2 separate regions of the Astyanax mexicanus genome follow, and region 2 is linked to region 1. The links are chromatin contacts, called in public Hi-C maps. All regions are on one chromosome and are shown on one strand. Each heading gives the region's core, a stretch centred on a gene start, on an enhancer-like site or on the middle of the called end of the contact. The rest is flanking DNA. Distances are from core to core; before and after follow the strand shown.

What was found. A called contact is a pair of places that touch in the nucleus more often than the background predicts.
Region 2: a Hi-C map of muscle shows a contact between it and region 1, with 10 times the contacts expected there. The contact joins the enhancer-like site here to the promoter of calm2a in region 1. A contact is called at or near these places in 2 of 3 Hi-C or Micro-C datasets (both in muscle).

The regions. Positions count from the first base shown.
Region 1 is chr7:21,027,391-21,030,282 of AstMex3_surface, reverse strand. calm2a (calmodulin 2a (phosphorylase kinase, delta)) reads right to left here and starts at 1,594. Exons shown (of 6, transcript XM_007255786.4): 1 at 1,467-1,594; 2 at 416-446. The coding sequence starts at 1,469.
Region 2 is chr7:21,088,411-21,091,296 of AstMex3_surface, reverse strand. All of the region lies in intron 16 of ttc7a (tetratricopeptide repeat domain 7A), which reads left to right. Among protein-coding and RNA genes, the nearest start is that of ttc7a, 50 kb to the left of the region's middle. Within about 2 kb of position 1,601, the one cell type or tissue checked has an H3K27ac peak away from gene starts, as active enhancers do.

The DNA of each region.
Region 1 (2,892 bases), core at 345-2,844:
GACTGAGGTCATTTCAGGATTTCAGGCTAAGCCAGACCTACAGATGTAAAAGCCCAGCAGTGAGTGGACACACCCTAGCTAGGTTAAGTTGCTCAGACACGTTATCAGCTCTCTCTCTCTCTTTCTCTCTCTCTCTCCACCAGTCCAGTGTGTGCTCAATTTAAAAAGCAAGTTAACAAGCTAAACCGCTGGCAATAAAATGCAAACTAGTGTCAATGACTCCTTTCTCAGTTTTAAAGCTGCCACAAGCGTCCATTCATTGGGGATTGCCTTTCCCAGCGCAGCTTAGGGCGCATATGCCATAAAAGGGAAAAATATAAATCCAGCCCAGAGGGGTAGCTAGGGGTGGGGGTTGGAAAACCACGGGAATCCACACCACCAGCCACGTGCCAGCGGACGGAGCAGCAAGTCTTACCGGCAATCTGCTCCTCTGTCAGCTGGTCAGCCTGCGGAAACACAAAGAGAGAAAAAGACAGAAGATCATGTAACTGCATTAGCTGCAATCCACCATTCAGAATCAGACACACGATGCTGCTCCAGTCTGACGGAGCCGGCGAGCTGGAGCTCCGCCGCAGGGCGAGGAACCCGCGAGAACACCCTCTACCGCAGCCTGTGGCGCAGCAGCACTTCAGCGCTCCTCCAGCGTTATCTCTTCTCCACAACCCTCCATATATTTAACCTAGCCACGTTATAAAACCACGAGCGTTAGGTCAACTAACGTGTGACCATATAATTCAGAGGGGCTTTAACATAAATAACTACAAATAATTACAAACCTAGGTTACCACACTGAGGGGAGCTCGGTCTGCCCATGCGAGAGAGCCACAGCCAGACTATGGAGAAAATGCGTCATAATCTAGAGCTACAGCGAGCTAGAGAAGGTCCAGTTCAACCGCCCAGAGGAAGAAGAACAAGAGGAAAGTGTTAGTTAATCAGCTAACCTAGTTCACTGACTATAACAAGCTAGAGCAATAAAGAAGAGGCCATTTGTAGCTAAAACAGCACAGGCACAACCCAGTACTAGTTAGCTCATACTGCAGTGCAGCTAAGTTAGTTAATAGCTAGGCAACCCAACCCAGATTAACGTTACTAACTATAACTAGCTAACCTGAATAACCTAGCTACTGTATATCTCATCTAGGTTAAGCTACGTATTCGCGTTTAAACATTAGACAAAACTCTAAATTACAAGGCTACACAGACCATACATTAAAAACTAAAGCTCTAACGCTATGTTTAAGCACGTTTTAGCTAATAATAGCCGTGTATTTACTACAGAAATGTGCGCAACACGTCCCCGCCGTAAATGAATGGTGCTCTGCAGAATGCAGCACCCCTCCAGTCTGAGCGGGAAAACGAGCCCCTGTCACCAGCACAAAGCGCACGCAGCTCAAAACCACACTGAATACAAAGCTATTCTCTATTAAATAATATTTTAGTAACCATTTTAATCCATTCTGACTCACCATCTCGCTGTTTTAGGCAAATGTAGCTCCACAAGTAGCTATAACACTCCTCAGCTGGCAAACAAACAGGATGCACTACAAGACGGTTGGACGCGCCTTTAATGCTCGCTCTGAAACTCCGCCCCCTTCTCGCTCCGTCCGCCGGCGCACTCTCCACTGGAGCACGGCGGATATCCGAAACCGCCTGCGATTTTCATAATTCGAGCTTTGATAAAAATGCACAGGAGTTCACTTTAGTCGCACAACATATAAAACGTGATTAAAGTATTAAAATCTGGCTTGTTTTTGCTTCTACGCGTCGGGACTAGCTGCCGGCGGAGGAATACTTTCTGCTAGTGCGTGATTCGCCCCGCGCCGCACAGCGCGCTGTAGTGAGCGGGAGCCGCTCGTGATTGGTGCGTTTGTACCTGCAATGCGTCACTCTCTCTGGCCTGCGTTGCACTGCGTTCCCAGTCAGTCTATAGGCTGCATGAATCGCCCCAGGCACAGCATGGACTTCACATGGAGATAGATGGTGGGGCACCTCTCAGCATCATTATATTTATGGACAGGAGAGCACTCATTAAAGAAATGTGGTGGGCCACGTATGAACGCCATATACTTAAAGGCTTTTAAAAAAAAATTGGCTGTGGAAATAAAAGTTATAATATTTACACATTTGGCATTAGTTTATATGTAAATAATTTTTTTATTTATTATTGCTCCCAAATACTGAAAATCTGACAGGATTACTATTTACAAGACTAATGCAAGATTGATGCAACTAATTTACATTCTTTTAAAGATTATTGCAGATCATGCTCTTTGTGAAAGTTTGCAAGAAACTGTTGAACAACGGAGCACATATAAAGGCAGCTTGCAGCTGTGTGTGTACAGTAGTTTGTTAATAAAAAAAGTAAAAAAATATATATACATGCCAATATTTAACAAAAAAAACAGTTTAAATTAATGAATAAAGTTGCTTTGTATTTGGTGCTGGATATTTTTACATTGTCCTGGTTACAGTTTGAATGAACCAATACAAAAACTTGTGATATTATTAAATAACATGGTTGATTGTATTGTAACATCAAGATAAGAAAGATAAAAAAAAAATCATCATTCATCATTGTGGCCACCTTACACCGAACGATAAAGATGTTGCAAGATTCATACCATTTTATTCTGCGATATTGTCTCTTCAATTGTGAAATCATACTTTTTTATATTGGCTAATACAGGAACAATGACACTGAATTGTACGTGTGTGTGTGTGTGTGTGTGTGTGTTATGAAAAAAAAATGCACTGCTTGAGAAGGCTTAGGTGTTATTTACCACTGCAGACCTCTGGTCCACCTCTAAGCATATATATCCAAAAGCTAAATCTCTAACACAGCACTTCAGGGGATCCATAAAATAATGGCTGGCTGGCTTCATCCTACTCAGT
Region 2 (2,886 bases), core at 352-2,851, 61 kb before region 1:
AAGTTAAAAACACTCTGGTGCTGCTAAGGAGGTTAAGAGGTGTGCAGGTGTTGCTGCACAGTAGAATAGAGCACTAATACTATTTGATTCTGCTAAGACTTCCTGCAAGACTATTGAAGAACAACTGTGTTAATTTATATTTATTGAATTACTTCAAGAAGTAACCTCTGATATCTTTTAGACCTGAATTTGACTTCCACTGTTTCTGTTATCAGCAATTAACCTGAGCAACATTAAACTGAAAATGATCTAAAAATAGTGTGCCTTACATTATTTTGTCCTGCTATGTGCATTATTAATGTCATTTTAGTGATTAGCAGATACATAGAAGTGATTAGCAGATACATAGAAGTCTTTGGCAATAATTGTGTGCACAGGGTATAAAAAATACATGAAACATACAGTATACAGTACCAGTCAAAAGTTTGGACAAACCTTTTTTATTAATTATTTTAAAATGTTCTGCGTTATAGATTAATACTTAAGTCATCCAAACTATGAAGAATAGGGTTAATAAGGTTTATTTGATAAGCAAAAAAAATGTTAAACAATCCATAATTTGTTTGTATTTTAGAGTGTGTCACCCTTGCTTAGCATTTTCTCAGTCAGTTTTATGAGGTAGAGTCAATTGGAATGGCTTTCAATTAACAGCTGTGCTGAAATTATGAAGAGATAATTACTTACATTTCTTGACTCTTAATGTGTTTGAGAGCATAAGTTGTAAAGTTGTGAAGAGGTAGAGTTGGTATACAGTGAATATCTCCATTGAAATTATGTTCTAATCTATATTATGGCAAAAACTACTCGACTAAGTGAAGTAAAAAATACTAAAGTAGTGAAAGTCAGTCAATTAAGTCAAAAAAACATTTTAAGAACTGAAAGTATCCTCAAGTGCAGTCTCAAAAAACATCAAGAATGTTATGATAAAACTGGCTCTCATCAGAAAAGCAAGACCAAGTGTTACCTCTGGATATGATGATCACAAAATAAGTTCATCAGCATTACCAGCCTCAGAAACTGCAAGTTAACACCTCCCCAGATAAGAGCACCTAACTGCTTCACAGAGTATTTTGGTTTGTTTAACAATTTTAAGTTTACTCCCTGATTCCATGTGTTCCTTCATAATCTAGATGACCTCAGATTTAACTTACAACTGTTGGAAAAAAAAAAACCTCTTGACTGGGACTGTATTAGATATGATCACACAATCTTTTAAATATATTAAAAGTGTCCCTTATTTACATAACACACATTCAGAACTGGTTCTAGTCAGAATACACACACTTCTAATCAATTTTCTGATTCTACTTTTAAAAACACACAATTTAAGCAGTGAAACAAGTTTGTTTAGATAAATGATTACTGCATGATTACACCGATTTATCCAGAGCTTCCCTTCACCTTTTATGGCAAATGAAACACACTATACACTTTAAAAAACACAGTGGGAACATCTGAGAAACACGTCTTCTTGTGTGTGCCCTTGACCGACCCATCAGCTACAGTTGTACACTGCGCATGAGCACGGCCTGTTTGGTGCTGTAATCTCTTGACCTGCAAGTGTCTGTGTGTGTGTGTGCGTGTGTGTGTATGTGTGTGTCTGGGAGGATAAGTATAACTGCTGTGTGTGTAGCTGCAGTAGTAGCTAAGCTCAGAGACACCCGCTCTGCATTGGAGAGAGAGGGCCTTATTTAGAAAGGCCAATCGTGGCATCTGAGTCCTCTCACTGCTGGACTGGGGACGGGTTGATGCAGTCTTTAAATACTCCATCATTTAAAAAGTTGGAATTATTTGTCATATGAATAGTTTTTTTACAGTATTTACTTCAATATTATAAATGACACATCCAAAAGTATTTAAGATATTTTATTTAATATACATTTAAAGTTTTTAAGAACACCAATAAGCGATTGAATAATGAATAATGTACTGTAATTACACACAGTTTTATCGTACACCCTTCGCAATGCACATCACGATGCTTGTTGCTAACTTAAACCCAGTCAACAGCCTTTTTTAACATCTTGTGTCCACACCGTTAAAATAGCATCAGAATTTATGAATATATCTGCAATGATGGGCGTGGTGGTCTGGAAGGAAGGTGTGTTCAGGTACATTCCTGGCGTGTTTCTATCTTGGTGGTAGGAAATACAGGTGCGCCACTGACTGATTAAACCCCTGACAACAGTCACCCTTCTATACCTAATTTAGCCATGCAGGAATATTGTGCACTTTGCGTGTGCTCAGCAAATGTACATCCCCGCTAATTATACACAGAAATAAACAGCCTTTGTTCATCAACAATAAACAGAATAAAGAATAAAATAACATTGCTGTTTCCCTAAATGACAGCGTGAATGTGCAGGTTAGAATCCTCTGCTAAAGTGCCGCACTGTTAAGACATCAACACGCAAAAGTGCGAGCACACCTGGCTCTCAAAGGAAATGAGAACTGGCACACTGATCATTTTTTATTTCACATTACGCACTATAGATTGCTAAAATAGGGCCCTAAGTGTTATATGTTGGTGAATGAGATCTTCTGGAACTACCACGAACTCCAACAGTGAAAAAATGTTGTTTGCATTCATTTAGATCATTAAAAAAAAGAACACAAATAAGAGACCTATTAACATTTGTTAACATTTCCTAAAGCCTGAATTTGACACGTCTGGCTAATTATTAAAGCTTCATTAGGCAGATGTTAGTTTCATTACTTTTTACAGTCAACTGCTGATTGATGCTGAACTGAATATATGTATTAATGATTTATTGAACTTCTATTAACTCAGTAAACTCACATAAAGCAATATACCTGGCACTGTCTAGATCCCACTTGTATTAAAGTGCTGCCAGTTATTATTATTTCATGTCAGTAAAAAAACTG